2 separate regions of the Mus musculus genome follow, and region 1 is linked to region 2. The links are chromatin contacts, called in public Micro-C maps. All regions are on one chromosome and are shown on one strand. The core of a region is the stretch at or near the end of the contact, and the rest is flanking DNA. Distances in the headings are between cores, read along the strand shown. Region 1 holds the start of Erp29 (endoplasmic reticulum protein 29). Region 2 holds the start of Sh2b3 (SH2B adaptor protein 3).

Evidence for each region. A called contact is a pair of places that touch in the nucleus more often than the background predicts.
Region 1: a contact with region 2 is called in a Micro-C map of embryonic stem cells, with 3 times the contacts expected there. The contact joins the promoter of Erp29 here to the promoter of Sh2b3 in region 2. A contact is called at or near these places in 1 of 39 promoter capture datasets (pre-B cells), 3 of 484 Hi-C or Micro-C datasets (embryonic stem cells and myocytes), 3 of 115 datasets of contacts at active chromatin or transcription factors (extraembryonic endoderm stem cells, memory CD8 T cells and pancreatic cancer cells) and 1 of 9 other capture datasets (pancreatic islet).

What each region holds. Positions count from the first base shown.
Region 1 is chr5:121,450,529-121,454,186 of GRCm38.p6, forward strand. Erp29 (endoplasmic reticulum protein 29) reads right to left here and starts at 1,946. Exons shown (of 3, transcript NM_026129.2): 1 at 1,663-1,946. The coding sequence starts at 1,812. It also overlaps a transcript of Tmem116 not described here.
Region 2 is chr5:121,834,798-121,838,652 of GRCm38.p6, forward strand. Sh2b3 (SH2B adaptor protein 3) reads right to left here and starts at 2,062. Exons shown (of 8, transcript NM_008507.4): 1 at 1,753-2,062. It overlaps Gm32422 (a long non-coding RNA gene), which reads left to right and starts at 3,364. Exons shown (of 2, transcript XR_387683.2): 1 at 3,364-3,855.

The DNA of each region.
Region 1 (3,658 bases), core at 696-3,195, 380 kb before region 2:
ATGAAATATGAATGAGAAGCTGAAAACGGCAAGGAGTGCCCTCACGGGTACCAACAGGTCAATCTGGGCAACTGAGAAAGCGAGGGGACAAGAGAAGTTAACATTTAACCTAAGACAGAGCCACGAGAAGTAACCTATTCCAAAGATGGCAAAGAATGTTCCAGTCACAAGGAACGGCCACTGCGGATGGACTAACAGCTGTGAGCTAGGGGCAGTCAGAGAGAAGGCTTGTGTTGCCTGGAGACGATTGGAAAAGGGGGCAAATGACTAGGAAATGAGATGGAATAAGGGTCGTTCCTTGCTTGCTACTATATTAAGTAGAATCTCATGGTGCTGCCTGGTGGCCTGTGGGGTTAAGGGGGGGAGGGAGATGACACCCTCAGGGCAGATCCTTAAAGATGGAGAAGCAGGGAGCTGGTGAGAAGGCTCAGTGGTTAAGAGTGCCAACTGCTCTTCTGAAGGTCCTGAGTTCAAATCCCAGCAACCAAACAGTGGCTCACAACCATCCGTAACAAAATCTGATGCCCTCTTCTGAAGTGTCTGAAGACAGCTACAGTGTACTTACATATAATAAATAAATCTTTAAAAAAAAAAGATGGAGAAGCAGCAACTGACTAAACCCATGGTGCAAAATGTCCTTTTTATTCACACTTGGACTGTGGTATTACTAGGTTGCTATATAGGTTGGATGGATGACTAATAAGATGCTTAATTTTTTTTAATTAAAAAAAAATACAAACTTGAATGGGTTACACGTGTGTGGGGGGGGGGGTTCCTAACAGCAACCCTTTCCAAAACAGCCCTGTCCAACCCCTCAACACAGGCGCCTTTAGAGTCCCCTTCTGCGTTCTCAGTTCCTCATTCTGACACAATAAGAAAATGACCAAGTCTCTCCGCGCTAAGCCCAATAGAGGAACTAAGAAGATTCTGGTAACTAGAGACATGCACGAAGAACTGAGTCCAGAGGCCACTGCACTCAGCCTGCAACATTTCCACCGTCCATTTGCTCAGTCTTCGAAACCAATTTTTGTTTTAAAATAAATAAAATTGCTGAGGGTAGTGTAGTTTCTTACATGCCTTGACCGGGTTTTGTTCATTTCGTACTCCACTCCCCCAAGATGCTCTCTACAGGTGGGAGCCCTGCAATCTTTTTAACCCTTGCACTTTGTAGGGGGGCCGTGTGCGGTCTGAACCCGGTTTGCACATGGCCAAGAACGCTACAATCCATCCTCCGAGGAGCAGACTGGCATGCTAACCCAGTTCTCTCGGCCATCTCCACCCCATCCGAGAGCCTAGGAGCGTAGACCTCGCCCCGCCCTCCGGTCTTCCACTTGTGACTCGTGGATTGGATCTTTCCTATCATTGTCTTTTTCCCCAGTTGATAAAGGAAAAGGGACACTTGGTTCCCTTTGACTGCGCTTTGGTAGCTTTTTGTAAAAAAACAGATGTAGCGAGTACCGGGGTTGCAAGGATGCCGGGTGGTCAGGGTGCGCCCCTGCTCTGTCGACACTGGGCCTATAGGATGGTGGGGCGTGTAGGGATGGTCCCCAAGGACTGCCTGCTGCTGCCACCCCTCCGGGCCCAACGTCCCCGTGGGCTCGCGCTGCCACGGGCGTCTATCTGCACCTGCGCACGATCCCCGTCGCCCGCCGCCCTCATTACCTTGTAGAAAGTGACTGTGTCCAAGGGAAGGGCACCCTTCGTGTGTAGGCCGCTGCCGCCGTGCGGAGCAAAGAGGAGCAGCAGGCCCAGGAGCACGGACAGCAGTGGGGAGAGAGAAGCAGCGCCAGACACCCCGGCGGCGGCGGCCATCACGCCGGATGGTGGGAGCGGGAGAGACAGGCAAGCTACAGGCGGAGCGCTCCGAGTGGGCGGTCACGTCACGGGGAGGGCCGTCCTGCCGGCGGCGCGCATGAACGCAAGCGGCCACCGCCAGAGCGAGATGCTCCGGCCGCCTCCGGGGTGGAAGGGAGGGGCCGCGGAGGGGCGGGGCAGAGAGAGGGAGCGGCTGCGCATGCGTCGTAGGCGGAGCGGCGAGCGGGCGGGGTCGCGGGACGGGACGGGCCTGCCGCGCACGCGCACGCGCACGCGCACGCGCACTTGGCGACACTCGGCTAGGCCGTGTTCCGCTGCGTTCTCGCGGGAGGCGCCGCTTCGACCCTTCCCCTCGTTGCCCTCTCTCTCGCCTCGGAAGAAGACGTGGCGGCGTCCCTTCCTTCCCTGCGCTGGGCGGTCCTGCGGTCTCAAGAGACCCGCCGCCTCCCTCGGTTAGTCAGCTGTTTGTCACTGGTAGTCGCTGTCCTGCCCTTGTAGACCCCCGGTTGCAGCTCTGGTCAGGCCCGCGGGGACACTTAGGCAATGTGGCCTCCCATGTCGCAGGAGGTTGGGGAAAAGGCCTATTCGCCTTCGTGCTTTTTGGTCAAGTGTTGGTGGGTGGCACAGGCCTAATTTCAGCACGAGGCAGGGGGGTGACAAGACCAGGCTGGGCTGTCCCGTTTTCAAGGACTAGCTTATGGTACGTTCTGATTGTCTTCAGCACAGGGATAAAGGCTCGAAGGAATTCCTTATTGGAGACGACAGAGGGATCGTGGCCAGCAGGCTGTGTGAGCCAGCACAGGACATTCAATCCCAGTGCTAGCTGGGAAAACTGGCAGGCTGGTCTCTGAGTTGGAAGCCAAACCTCATCCATATACTGTGTTCCTGGAACTAGTACCTTCCACATCTAAGTTCCGTCCTTAGCACCCAAGGGGGAAAGCACAACTTTAATCACACCACTCCAAAGGCCAAGGGTGGCGAACCTGAGTTCAAGGCCAGCCTGGTCTACAGAGTGAGTTCTAGGCTATTCAAAGTCAACAAGGGTCTTCGAAAGACAGACACAAAACAGGCTGGGTGTGGACTACTTGCCAGTACTGGGGAGGCAAGGAGGATGCCCAAATTGGGGGGGCGGGGGGAAGGAAAAAGAGCGAATGATGAATGAAGATAGGTTGGTCAGTGGCCTATCCATGTATACAAATCTACATTCGCGTGCACACACACACACACACACACCTGTAGAATCATGAAAAAGCTAGACCATGTTGTGCTTTTTTTTTCCCTCTTTTTTTTATTACTGTTAAATCTCAAACCCTAGGTGAGACAAACGGCTGTGGTGACTAACATCAAAGTGGACCTGGCCATGAGGTTCTCCCAGAATCCCTCAGGGTATGACAGGCATGCCCTGCTCCCTACCCTAAACTTCTCCAGTCCAAGGGCTGGGCTGCCCTTCCTCCAGCCGCCTTTCCCTATAATAATCCAGCCATTTAAGCTATGGCAGTCTCTTGGTCAGTGTCTTGGCCCAGGCTGCCCCTCTTAACTGGGACTCTCCTCCCCTCTCTCCTCCCTTCCCCCTCTCTCCACATGGCTCATGGTCATGTTCACTCCGGACTGTGGTCTTCCTTTTTTAGCTACAATAAACTTCCTCCTCCATCATCCCTAGGAGCAGCCCTTCTATAAAAAGCACAGCTTATTACAGCTGCTGCCTTATGACCACCCCTCTAATAGACAGCTAGGTGCCCTGCATTTGACTGGCCGTACTGACCTTGACATCTAGCACAGACTGTGCAAGTATGATGCACCACTGGTCATTCTGCCGCAGTGTGACACGGCTATGTAGGTCCTT
Region 2 (3,855 bases), core at 812-3,311:
TCAGAGTCAGGCCAGTTACTGCCTACCTGCTTCAAATGTCTTCTCCTTGTTGGGCTCCTACATAGTGCACAACCACCTAGAGAGGCACAAGACTTGGCTGACACTGGGCAGGTCCCAAGAGATGTCAGGTAACTTGCCCAGGGCCTCACCCCTGAAGCTAGCAGAGTCTGGATTAGTCTCCACACAAGTGCTGCTCCAGGGAGAAATGAGGACTTGAAAGGAAAGACCTCTCGTTTTAGTTTTAACAGTACTATCTGTCCCATCTCCTCGTGCCAGCAGTTAAAACCCTTCCCGCTCTTGATGACTTTTTCATTGCCTCACAGAAGTGCCCACCCAAAGAGTCACAGCAATGGGACATTCAGCAGCTGACTAGCCTCACAATGTGGGCTGGACCCCCAGAGACCTGCTCTGGAAAGGGTGTGATACAGGCCCAGGCAGCCGGAAGGGGCTCCCAAGCACCTTCAGCTCTATCGCAGAAGTGGGAGAAACCAGATGGTGGCCCAACTAGCCTAGACAGCCTGAGGCACACAAGCTGATGGCACAGCCCAGCTACTCAAAGGAAAGGACCGTCACTTCTCTAAGAACATTTTGAACGATGAGGACCAGGCACTGGGTGACATTTGGTGCCAGAGAGTCAGGAAGGAAGAGGAGCAGCAAATGACCTCAACAAAACAGATAACACCCTTGTCATGACTGCCTGCCCTCCTGATCAAGCCATCCTGTGCTCTGGTGGCCCTCACAAGTTAGGTGTCAACTGAGGGAACCCAGGCCAGGAAGGGGTTTGTCATCTGACCCTGCCCAGGGTCCTTCAGAGTTCCCTGCCCACAGACTCGGGAAACCCCAGAGCAGCTATGCTCAGGAGAGAGCCGAGGACGGTCCCAGGGCCAGGGTCAATAAAACTGGACAGTCTGAAAACCAACGGCCTGTAACTGAGGTCTTCTCCCAACGGCCTGTAACTGAGCCCTTCTCCCAGCCGGACGCAGGTGCCTTCCACACAGCATTCATTAAAACTCCACCTCATTGTAACTGCACCACAAATCTCTTCTCACTCACTGAACAGCGGGGAAACTGAGGTCGCGACCCTCATCTTGGAGAGCAGAGGAGAAAGAACACAAGTTCTGCCTCTAGGACCCTCGGTTTCCTCTCTTGTCACTGCCCAGCCCTTGAGATCCCCAAACCACAGCTGCTGCCGCTGCTGCGGGCCAGCCCCTTCCCAGCTGACCACCCATTGGGACTGCACAAGTTCCAGAATGTATTCACCCCTCCTGGCTCAGATGGCGTTTCCTCCCAGAGGAGGCCTGGGGAACAAGGTTCAGAAAGTGTCCTAAGAGCATAAAACTCTTATAACCTCAACTTCCCCCAGCGGGCCCTGGCCTGTCATGGCCTGTCCCACCCCCTTCCCCCATCTCTGGCTGATTTCACCTTTAGGACTCCGCATATCATCCTTGGTTGATCACCGGGGCACTAGTGACACACGTGTCCCCCCCTCCCACCCTCACCGCCAGCACACCCCCCCCCCCGGCAGGGGCCCAAGCACGCTGTGTGCCGGGACAGCTCTCGGTTCCTCCCGCGGCGCCCCGCCAGGCTCCTCTCCGGAGGCCCCAGCTGAAAGCACTGACCTCCGCGCCCACATCACTGCGGTCTGGGATTGGGGAAGAGAAACAGAATGAGGAAACGCCAGAAAACAGAAGCGGGACCCGGGGACGGCCGCCCGGCCCAGTTCCTCCAACACGCTCGGCGGGCCGCGCTTACCGCGCAAGCTGCGGGTCGGGGCCCGGCCGGCCCATGGCGTCGCACGGCCTCTCGGCGCTCAGGCAGGAAACCCCGGCTCGGAAAACGGCCAGCGCCTCATTTCCGCCGCCAGCTCCTGACAGCAGCCGGGGGACGCGGCCTCGGGCCGTCCCCAGGACGCTGCTGCTGCTGCCGCCGCCGATGTGGACCCCGTGTGGCCCGTGACAGTCTGGGCTGGAGAGCGGCCAGGCGGAGGCGACGGCCCGAGCCCATGCCGCCCCACGCCGTTATGTAAAGAGGAACCAGCCGCGAGCCGCGCGCGGCGGCGGAGGGCGGCCTGGGGGCGTGGCCACAGAGAGCCACGCCCCGGGGCCGCCTGCGGAGGCCGGGGGCGGAGCCTATCCCGGCCCCGCCCTCCTCTCGCGCCTCCGCCCGCTGCCCGGTGGGAGGTAGCATAGCGACAAGCTCCGCCCCCATAAGGCGCGCTCTCTGCACCCAAGTTGCGTCGCGCCCCCTAAAGAAGGGAAAAAAAATAATAATAAAATAAAGAATCTCGAAGGGGAGGAGCGTGCTCGGTCCCGCCCCTCTCGCGCTGGCCAGTCACCGCGTGCCTCGGCAAGGCGGGGCCCCTAGAAGGGGTGGGGCGGGGCTAGGCGCGCGATGGGCGTGGCTGCCCCGACCTTCGGGACCTCCTAGGGGCGCGCCCCTGCGGACTCCCTCCAAGCCCAACCTTATCTGAGCTTGCCCGGCCGGGTCTAGCAACTGCGACCGCGGTTTTCATCACCTCCAGGGGAAGGGGCCAGCCCCACCCTGGCCCCACTATCCATGACTCCGCCGAGCCGTCCTGCCTCCGCGGCGCCATCCATTTGAAGTCCGCTCCCCTCCTAAGGTCCTCGGAGTCCCGGAACGGGCCGAGTAGGCTGTTCTCTACCTGGCCGCCCGGCCGCATTCTCTAGCTTGATGAAACTTTCTCCAAGAGCTCCTTCGCATCCCAGGCAGCCGAGCCCTTTGAACGTCCACGCCTGCGCGCCCCTTAGCCCTTTACCTTTTCTCTATCGCCACATTGGCTAACAGTGGGGTGCCCCTGTTCTGAAGTGGAGTCACTCACTGCACGCCAGTCTTCCCCGCGACTCTACGGAGGGAGGGGAAAGAGGAATGCCTGTCCCCTCCCCCTCCCCCAACAGGAAGCAGGCCGCCCACGCCCCCAGCTTGGAGGGGCCACTGCAAGCCTTCCCAGACGACAGGCTCCCACGAGCCGCTGGCTCCCTGGAGCCTTCCCCTTGCTGCGTGGGACCAAATATTTGACCCCCTCCAACTCAGTTTTTTCATCTATGAAATGGAAATAACACGTGTCTCCAGCCCACTCAGGGACTGGAAGAAGTGAGTTGCTCACATTAGAGCAGCCTAACCAACCGGGCTGAATTCAGTCCCCGGGCCTGCTGTTGGAGCCCGAAGAAGGGACTCCCCCGTAGGTGGGGATTTCCACTACAATCGGACGGCAGCAAGCTGGAGCCTGGTAGCAAAATGGCTTGGAAGAAGCCCCCACCCACCCACCCCCAAAAAACGAGCCAAGGCAATGTCTTAGGCACTATAAGGTGTTTGTGGACATCAGTTAGTGATTCCCTCGTGGGGGCGCCACTCTGGTTGGGAGACAGCATCGGTGACAGCTCCGTTGTGGAGTTGTCTTTGGGACACAGGAAGAGAAATCTTTGAGTAATATTTAAGCTGCGATCTCCCACATGATGAGGGGGGAAGGCAATCCCAGTCAATGCAGCGCCAAATGCAGAGGCTCTAAAGTGCCTTGTTAGAAAAGTAGCAATGGCCCCACCTACAACGAAGGAACACGTGCTATTTTAGAGGTCTAGGTGCAGAGTCAGGTTTGGTTTGTTTTTTGTTTGTTTTTCTCAGGGAAGGGAGGGTCCTTCCTGAGGGCACTGGGGAGCTATGAAGAATCGCGAGAAAGAGCAGGCCCAGATGAGCTCTGCCACAGAGGCTGGTGTAGGTGTCCCCATTCGGGGACGCAGCACCTAAGGAGGGCTGCGGTGGAGACTAGCTTGGTTAGCCCGTAGCACGCTCCCTACGACACCTGGGGCGACTGCCGGGTACCTGCAGCCTCGCCGGGGC